Linked DNA regions of Oryctolagus cuniculus: region 1 is linked to region 2. Evidence: chromatin contacts called from public Hi-C data. All regions are on one chromosome and are shown on one strand. Each heading gives the region's core, a stretch centred on a gene start, on an enhancer-like site or on the middle of the called end of the contact. The rest is flanking DNA. Distances are from core to core; before and after follow the strand shown.

What was found. A called contact is a pair of places that touch in the nucleus more often than the background predicts.
Region 1: a Hi-C map of embryonic fibroblasts shows a contact between it and region 2, with 3 times the contacts expected there. The contact joins the promoter of BASP1 here to the enhancer-like site in region 2. A contact is called at or near these places in 4 of 6 Hi-C or Micro-C datasets (ear pinna, embryonic fibroblasts, psoas muscle and 1 more).

What each region holds. Positions count from the first base shown.
Region 1 is chr14:46,246,072-46,251,021 of mOryCun1.1, forward strand. It overlaps BASP1 (brain abundant membrane attached signal protein 1), which reads left to right and starts at 2,092. Exons shown (of 2, transcript XM_070056613.1): 1 at 2,092-2,229.
Region 2 is chr14:45,933,879-45,938,830 of mOryCun1.1, forward strand. The region is part of intron 3 of MYO10 (myosin X); the gene reads right to left. Among named protein-coding and RNA genes, the nearest start is that of MYO10, 110 kb to the right of the region's middle. Within about 2 kb of position 3,518, at least 2 of the 8 cell types and tissues checked have an H3K27ac peak or open chromatin away from gene starts, as enhancers often do. A contact at or near this core is called in ear pinna, where this site is marked.

The DNA.
Region 1 (4,950 bases), core at 842-3,341, 310 kb after region 2:
AGAGGATTTACCCACTAGGCCACAGAGCTAGCCCCAGTAGAAAATATTTTAGGCTAAATTATCTAGTAGTGTTGCAGACAAGCAAACTTCTCAGATTTCATGAGGTTTGAAACCATAGCATTATAGAAGGGAAGGTTTAGCATCATGAGCTATGCCTCAAGTCAAGCATTTTAGATGTTCAAAGACTACAATCTTTGTAAGAACCTGTGCTGTAGGATTTCCTCTGTCTAGAGAAGTCAGATGGCATTCATAGAGTCACAGAGCTTAGATGCGTAGTGCTGAGATTTGAATTCATGCTGGCTGATGCAAGACCCTACTGTGTGTTAGGATTCATTGTGAATGCTGAGCTGTCTTAAGACCTTCAGAAATGATCTGTTCTACCTCCTCTCTTTATGTCAGACTGGAAGAAAATGAGGCCCTCAACCTAAAGCACTGCTCATTCCTGATGCAGTGGGGACAAAGCCCAGGCCACTAACTCTCCGCAGGACGGTGTTTTTGCTCTTGTGCTTTTGCAGATGGCCAGGAATGGGAGTTTGTCCCAGGGGAATGCAGACCTTGAGGAAGCTGTTCTATCCCTGGATATCTGACTTACCTTTGAGGGCAGGGCAAGGTGATGAAGCAGTTGTTACCCCCACCTCCACCCCCACCAGGCATTCAGGCCCTTTGAGACTGGCTCACCTAATTTCCGTTTGTGTATGGTGTGTGTGCACGTGAAAGCTATGCACACACCCTTCCTCTGTGTACCTGCAGTCATTTCAGAGATGTGTCTGCCGTAAGTATGTTATTCTATTGAGGATTCCACGTGGAGGTAGAGATGCTGCTGGCCAAGATCTCAGACCCTGCTTGCTGAATGTCTCGCCAAGCCCTGTTTGCTGCGTGTAGACGTGGTCAGTATTTTGGGGCAGTCACTTAAGTTCACCAAATGCCACAATGGGCAGTTTCAGATGACTCTGTAATAAATGACATGGTCTAGATCTTGAGCTAAAATTGGTACCCACTGCTCCTGTTTTCCCTTTCCTTTTCACCTGCTAACAAAAACAGGACTTGAGCAAGAGGCTGTGTGACTGTTAATACTGATGCCAGATATTCTCCTGTTCTCAATCAGTCATGTTTTAGAAAGAGGGAGAGGAAGAGAGAGGGAGAAGGAGGGGAGATGGGGAGAGAGAGAGAGAGAGAGAGAGAATGAATTATACTCTAAGCTCCCAACAGATTGGCTGATGTTTCTCCTGTCTACTTAGGGGCCAGTTCTGACTCCCTCTGGAATTGTCTCCATTGGTTTATCCTAAAATGATAACCCATTATGGGTTCTGCTTTAAGCCATCTGAAATGTGGAATTTCACATTTCACGACTTGGCTGGAGTTTTCAGAAATCAAATATTGTTTGTACCCCCCTCCCCCCAGTATTTTTTTAGCTGGGAAAATGTTTTAAGCTTCTTACTGGAATTTGCTGCATGTGGTTAAAAATCCCCAAGAAGTAAATTGTGAGCTTAGCATAAATAATCGGTTTTGTTTTAGAGTCCCATTCAGAAGAGTAAGCTACAATGCGACAGAGTCCTCTCTTAACAAGGTTTGTAATGATTTCCCTGAAATCGTAATTGAAATTCAAAATCTAGGAGGAGTTTTGCCAAACCAATTCTATGTAATTTGCACTGAGAACTGTTCTAACATGGGTTCCAAAGTCAGGGAAAATACACGGGGAGCAGGGAATATGCTCTAACTTTGTACAACACGTTTTATGTTTCTTTTTTCTTTTATTTCTTCTCCTCTTCCTTCCTCCCTTGGTTGCTATCTTCTACTGAATAGTGTGAACATGAGTTGATGACTGTCAAATGTTGACTCTGGGTGATGGATCCACAGAGCATCTTCGTTCTTCCCTCCATACTCTTGTGCATGTTTGGAACTTTTCCTAATGAAAAGAAGAAAAAGGAAACAGAAATGATTATGGCTCAAGCACTGGGCTGTTCTCAGCTTGAAGGAGTCTTCACAGAACACTAAACAGAAGCAGAAATTACAGTAAGTTCAAACTTATTTCCTAGGAGGCTTTTTTTTTAAGTGTTTTTCTGGAACTCAGAAATTGTTTTAATGATCCAGCCCTGCAGGGGTCCAGGATGGCAGGAGTACAAGAAGGTTGGGCAAGTCTATGACACAGCTTGTGCCTGGTGGAGAATTTTCCAAATAGAAATATGACCGAAAAAGAGGGTGGAGGATTAGAAAACCAGCCTGGAAGTGGTGAGTTTGCGATTACTCACATGGTTGCCACATAATTCTTGCTGCACCTAGGGCCACAGATAGAGCTTTGGGTCCTAAAACACTTTAATTCCCACAGGTCTTGCTGCTCGGGGGAGTGCCTCATCTCACCGCTTCCCAACAGGCAGCACATACCACGATGCGTAAAGCAAAGTATTTCTGTGTCAGCTTTTCCAGGGGGCAAGGAGGAATGTCCCTTTAGGAGATTACTGACTTCCCTTGTCATGCCAGAGTAAGCTTCCTAGATCAGCTAATGCTCCTGCAAGGCCAGGCAGCTCCCAGCCGCCAGCAGCGCCCAGCACAGCTCCTTCCTCCTCCATCTTACCTGTGGCCCCAAGGATTCCACCTGGTGTGGTGACAGCTGACCACGGGCCAAGCGTCCCAGTGCCTTGGCAGCTCAGAGGACAGGAGAACAACAGGACGCGTGTGGGGACCCTGGAGACCGGCAAGTTCCACGTGGCCTGTCATCCTGTCGTCACCGAGGAGCCTGGCCCTCTGGTAATGTCTCCTTTGCTGCCCCTGGGTCCTTCCCGTGGACGCTGCCACTCCTTTCCTCCCATACTACTGGTTCCATTGTGTTGTCGGGGGTCATGATTCCTTGGTGGATGATCTCTTCTGTGTCTGCAGTCTTCAGAGAGCAGCCACCCTCCCTGAAATCCTTCTCTCTCCACAACACCCCGGTTTCTTCCCTTCCACATAGCACCTGCTGGGCTGGAGACTCAGCATTGCATTAACACTTTTGTGATCATTTGCAAACGGTTACTCTTTCTCCTCTTGAAAAAATTCCCTCTTGAGTATTTCATAGTCTATGATTTTCCTCCCCACACCTTCATCCTCACTATCCACTCTGTACTCATCTGTGACCTTGGCCAAGTTCCTTAACTGCAGAGACTTGTTCGCTTACAGAGGATAGCAGCGCTTCCTGCTGCATAGGGTGCTGTGGATGAAATGAGAAGATTTGTGTTGAGTGGTTAGCATCTTTCTGGCCTAAACGATGCACGTTTACTGTGATCAGATTTGACCTGCTTGCTTTCCTTCCCAAATTCACCATGATCTTGGGAAATTGCGGTGTCCTTTGGAACTACACACATGTTCCTGTTCCCTCACTGCTGGGACAGGCATCTCCATCGTATGCCTGTCCTGCTTTCTGGAACCCACCTCCTTGTCTGGGTGTCCTCCTCACCCGACCTGCTTCTCCCTGCCTATGTCACTTCCTTGCAGTCCGTTAGATCCTTGCCATCTGCAGCCCTGGCCTGGAACTGTTGGACGATGGTCAGAGTGTTTGCTTTCATTGTGCCCATGTTTTCCATAATTCCTCCAGTATAAGGGTCTCTGTAGGGCTTCTCCATTCCTAGTGCCTGGGCCCTCCACAGCTCAGGTGGAGAGGCTGACCATCACTCAGTCACATGGAGATTTATCTGGGGTGTCCATTATTGGGGTGAGTTTTCTAGGGATATGAGTTTAGCAAGGAGGTGAAGTGACATGTTTGATGCAGCAGTAACTCAGTATCTTGGAAGCAAGGAGGTCACAAGGGGTCTTCATCACCTGCGTTGAGTGTGTGAGCTTGGAGCTTGGTTCAAGGGTCCAGGAGAACGTGCAGGCTGAGGAACAAACTTGGCTTTATTTTGGGCTTCCAGGGTTTTCTTTGATTTCCCTTTAATTTTTCTTTCGTATTTTCAGCAGTCTGTTTGAACTCTGCACAGGTAAGGGATTTTTGCTATCCAAGGAGGTTGTTACTAGGGATTTGGTTCTGGCTCAGGAAAGACCTTTAAAAGGCATCCATCTTAGAGAGGCAGAGTGGTGGTGGCAGAAGGATTCAGTGTGTGGCTGTCTAAGGCTTCCTGAATGACAGTGGTATACAGAGGAAGTCAGAATAAGCTAAGATGTGTGCCCCAGTGACATGTGCAACTAGGAGAGAGAGAGAGAGAAAGAGAGAGAGAGAGAGAGAGAGAGAGAGAGAGAGAGAGAGAATTTTCCATCTGCTGGTTCACTCTCCAGTTGTTGGCAACAGCCAGGACTAGGATCTCAGAACTTGAGAAGGTTCCCACATAAGTGAGTGGCAGGAACCTAAGCATTTGAGTCATCACCACTGCCTTCCAGAGTGCACATTAGCAGGAAGCTACAACTGGAAGCGGAGCCAGGACTGGGACTCAGGATCTCCAATAGGGGTTGCAGGCATCCTAAGCAATGTCTTAACGTCTCTGCCAAATGTGTGTCCCTTGAAAGGCAACGATTAATCATCATTTTTGAGGATTTGTTCCTTCTTCTCTTACAGATGGATAATTGAGAATAAAATACAGTAGGATGACATTGTAAAGCAGCTCTATAGGAAGTTGGGAGATCTGTCTTCCAAGCTTGTTCTCTACTGAAAGATGGTGTGGCTTAGGACAAAATGCTTAACCTTTGTGTTTCTTGAGGTTGAAAATAGCTGGCTTTCTTATCTTTTCTTTTTAAGCTGTCATGAGAAATAAGGGAATGTTTGTAGCAAATACTTTCAGCAACTCAAGGTTTTACATATTCGATTTTACATATTCGATTCTACAAACTCAAATGCTGGCTGGATTGTGAAGCTTTTAGCTATTTGCAGAGAACTAAAAATGCACTCGGGGAAAAAAAGTGGATGGGTCTCCAGGATTCATGAAGAGCTATGCATTTAGAGAGAAATAAAACAATATTTTATAGGAAAGTTAGAATGTTGGGGCT
Region 2 (4,952 bases), core at 2,268-4,767:
TTTAAGGCACATAAAATTTTTTTTCTAGTCAGAAAAGTTCCACATCACTCACCAAAAAGTACACTTTCTTGCCCACATTAATAATTTGGAACAGCTGCAGCACAAATTGCTTTAAAATGTTGGGAGAAACTCCCGGCATGTCTTCACCCTAAATTCACCAATTCCAGGTTTTCAAAAAGGCAAGGATAATTTTATTTCACTGTGTACATGGAATATCATGACATTATGTTGTATACCTTAGATTCAGACAATAAAATTCTTTTTAAAATCAAGTATAACACAGAAAAGGGAAAGTGACCAAGTGACCTCAAATACTTATGGAGTATGCTTACAGATATGGAAAGAGACAAATCTCAACCCAGGAATAACTAAATCGAAACAGCATTGTCACAAGATGCAAGATCCTGAGCCTCAGAGCTACCTTCCTTGAAACACCTCTCACCCCCTTGGGGCCCAAGATGCTGTCAGTAATAATGTTGCATCCTCTGTTGCCTCACATGACAGCCAGATGGAAGTAGTACACAAATTAAGAGTTCATCACTGTTGCTATGGCTAACAAAAATCAAACGAGAAGAGCTTCATCTGACAGCAAAGCTGGATGAAGAGGATCACGTGATCTGAAATATACGAGGGACATGGGTCATTTAAAGTCAGTGTCATGGGGCCGGCGTTGTGGCACCACAGGTAAAGCCATCACCTGTGACGCCAGCATCCCATATGGGCACCAGTTCGTGTCCCAGTGACTTCACTTCTGATCCAGCTTCCTACTAATGGCCTGGGAAAAGTGGTAGAGGATGGCCAAAGTGTTTGGGCCTCTAACACTGATGTGGGAGACCTGGATGAAGCTCCTGGCTTCCACCTGGCCCACCTCTGACCATTACAGCCATCTCGGGAATGAACCAGCAAAAGTTCTGTTTCTTCCCCTCTCTGTAACTTTTTCATATACATAAATCTTTAATAAATAAATAAATAGTCAGTACCATGGCATACTTTCCTAAAGGGAGGAATTGTTCTAAAGTGGGAGCTGTTATCCAGATTTATTTCCCAAACACTATTCCTCTCTCTCCTTCTGTCTCAGTCATCTCAGCTAAATGGGCTACAACTTCCTTCCTGCAGGAGGCAACTTCAGCTTTCAGACCCCTGTATTCAACGGTCCCTTGGGCATCTTCATTGGATGCTTTATAGATGGCTCAAAGTCAACATGACAAGCCTAATCTCCCTAAAACACCTGTTTCTTCTCACACAGTCACATCCTGACAAGTGGCAGCACAGTCTACCCAACTGGGTAATCCAATCATCCTATGGAAATTCAGCCTACATGTCCCCAAAACACAGTTAAACTGATTCTACCTCTTAGAATCTTTACTCCAGCTCCCCTGATTGGTAACTATCTAGTTACTGGCCACCTCTCCTCCCAGCCCGCAGCCTATGGCCACAAGCTGTTGTCCTCTACAGCTTTCACAAGCCAACTTGGGCCCCTGCTCACCTTCTCTTGATGGCCCTGACAGGCAGCGGCATGCAACATTCACTCCAATGTCTCCAATGTACCACATCCAATAAATCTAAATCCACCACGCTATTTTCTATCTCTACACTGGGTGATCTCCCGCTAGGAGACCAAATTCCCCAACAAATGCTCAAACCTCAGTGCAACTAATAACTTTGTAGAATTATTTTTCTGACCTTCTCCTCACCTCATTTTTTTTTTAAAGATTTATTTATTTGAAAGTCAGGGGCAGAGAGAGATAGGCCTTCCATCTGCTGGTTCACTCCCCAGATGGCCTCAATGGCTGGAGCTGCGCCGATCCGAAGCCAGGAGCCAATAGCTTCTTCTGGGTCTCCCTCACAAGTGCAGGGGCCCAAGGACTTGGGCCATCCTCAATGCTTTCTTAGGCCATAGCAGAGAGCTGGATTGGAAGTGGAGCAGCTGGGACTCAAAACAGCACCTATACAGGATGCTGGCACTGCAGGAGGCAGCTTTACCTGCTATGCCATGGTGCTGGCCCCTCACCTCATTTTGATGCTCATTCTTTGTGCTCCAGGTAAATAATTTTATCACTCATTGTTGTGCTGCACTGTTACCAATGGTTTGCTTGTTGTCTATCTTCACCAATCAATGAAGTAGCTTTCATTTGTTCACTCTTTCAACAAACAATGACTGTGATAAAGTAACTCTGCATCCTTGGAGTGCACAGCTAACTCAACAAGATACTTCGGGTGCATGTAGTCTGACCACTAATCCGCCAAAGAAATTCATGTTCTGTGTTCTACTGCTCTGCCCACTGTCTTCTGCATAACAAAACTGTTTGCCGGGGCCGATGCTGTGGTGTAGCAGGTAAGGCTGCTGCCTACAGTGCTGGCATCCCATATGGGCGCCTGTTTGAGTCCCGGCTGCTCCACTTCCAATCCAGCTCTCTGCTATGGCCTGGGAAAGCAGCAGAAGATGGCCCAAGTCCTTGGGCCCTTCCACATGTGTGGGAGACCCGGAGGAAGCTCCTAGCTCCTGGCTCCGGATCGGCGCAGCTTCGGCCATTCTGGCCAACTGAGGAGTGAACCAGCGGATGGAGGACCTACCTCTCTCTCTCTCTCTCTCCTCTCTCTCTCTCTCTGCCTCTCCTTCTCTCTCTGTGTAGCTCTGACTTTCAAGTAAATAAATAAATCTCTAAAAAAAAAAATTGTTTGCCACAGTCCAGTGAAACACATTTTTAAACAATTTTAAAAAATGCCAAGCATTCAAGTTTGCTGCAAAGAAAACTAGATCACAACAGATAATTCCTCCAGTTCAATTTCTGATTCAAATTCTCTCCTTGTTGAAAGTAACTGGAACCAATGGAGAGTCAGGAAAGAAAAGAAATCATAAAAACAAAGCTCCTAACTGCCACTATCATGTGCTGATGTGGAAGTGGTCACTCAAGAACATGAACAGTTGGTAAAATTTTAAAAATACATATAGTCAGACAGATGGTTACAATCATCTTTTGGCAACATGAGTCTTGATTTCTTCCTTTTTTTAAAAAAAAAGCCAACAAACAAGGAACCTCTGACAATCCACACTGTACTCAGCTGTTCCCAACCAGGGTCACATGCCAAGACTGTGCTACCCATCCGGACTTCAGGCCATCCCAAATCCATGAGAGCCAGGCACTGTTACTTGACACTGGCCTTGGAAAGAGAGGGAAATGAAAGAAAGAAAGAAAAAAAGCCTCCTCTGGGAAACCTCAAGTCAAAAAACTGAAACACAGACTTCAATTTGCCTGTCCCCAAACAGGACCCACACAGCAGGGGCTGCCCGGTCACCACACTGCAGGTGGCTATGCCTTCCTGGCAGGTGAACTCGGCTCAGGCCTATGGCAAGCACAAGCTTCTTCACTGGCTGGGGCTTGCTAAACAGAAGCCGGCTTCAAAGTTAATTCAGGAACAACAGCAAACACATTTACAGATTGGGGCTGGAATGTCACCCAACCAGAGGAGGCTATTTTTGAAGAGCCTAAAAATACGTTAGCTGTGAAGCATCTTCTGTACCTTCTGAAGCAAGTATCTTTAGACACAACCTCATTGCTTAAAATGAGCTTGTTTGATTCTGATCCCTTTACTGCTTGTTCCACAAGACCAACAAATTAGCCCTGGGGCTGGGTGGACATGGGAGGGCTTCCTCTGGAGCCAGCCTCCACGCCACAATTGCAGGCGAGCTCTGAATTTGCTGTGCCTCTCCCATCATGTGGTCTGCGGCCGTTCCTGGAGGCTGGGAAAGGAGTCTCCTCCGTGCAGCTAACCCAGAGCCTGACAAAACCCCTACGGTGGAGCGGATGGGCTTCTCTTCAATTCAGCACAGAACTAAACTGCCACACCCCAGAGTTCGGCAGTCCCAGGAGCAGGCACACAGCTTAACTTCCAGCACAGCAGAAACCTCAGCAGCTCTTGACGGCACTGGGCTTAGTGTCTGGGGGTAGAACAATCTGAGCTGATGCAGGCCAGGGAGCACAGCCAGACAGGCATCCCAAACTCTATGCATCTTCCCACTTTGCTCAAGGAGCTGCCAGGTGTGTCAGTGGGGGTCTTCACAGACAAGAGACTTGACAAACCTCCCTCCCTCACCTGTCTCCCACGCTCCTCTTATTTGTCCCCTCCCTCACTGCCTTCTTCCCCACTCTAAAACCTTCAGGCCAGTGCTGTGCTCACTTGGTTAATCCTCCGCCTGCGGCAGCGGCATCCCAAATGAGTGTCAGGTTCTAGTTCCGCTTGCTCCTCTTCCAGTCTAGCTCTCTGCTGTGGCCCGGGAGGGCAGTGGAGGATGGCCCAAGTGCTTGGGCTCCTGCACCCGCATGGGAGACCAGGAAGAAGCACCTGGCTCCTGGCTTTGGATCAGCGCAGTGCTGGCTGTAGCGGCTATTTGGGGAGTGAATCAACAGAGGGAAAACCTTTCTCTCTGTCTCTCTCTCTCTCTCTCACTGTCTATGACTCTGCCTGTCAAAAAAAAAAAAAAAAAAAAAAACCAAAACCTTCATGTCATCACCACTAACTTGTCCCCTCCCTGCTCCCTAGCACTTCCTAGCAACTGTCCCAATATTTCTCTCTTCACAGAGATTCAGCCATGGCACTACTGACATCTTGGGCTAGGCAATTCTTTCTTGGGGGACTGTCCTGAGCACCAGGTGGTGTTGCGCAGCAGCCCTGGCCTCTGCTCACTGGACATCATGAGTCTCCTGCCCCTAACTAACTAAGACAACCTCCTGCTATTGCCAGTTGTCACCTGGGGGCAGAAAATCTTGACTGAGAACAAATGCTGGAGGATTTCCTAAGCCCGACCTGCCCATTCGTTCTGAACTTGCTTTCCCCAGCACTTCTGCCATAAGCCATTTAGCAAGGCCTGCCAGCAAACTCACTCTCATCTCTCTGTCTTCCTGTGCAGTGCCCACCAGCTTTTCCTTCTAACTCTTATCCCTCCTCTGCAT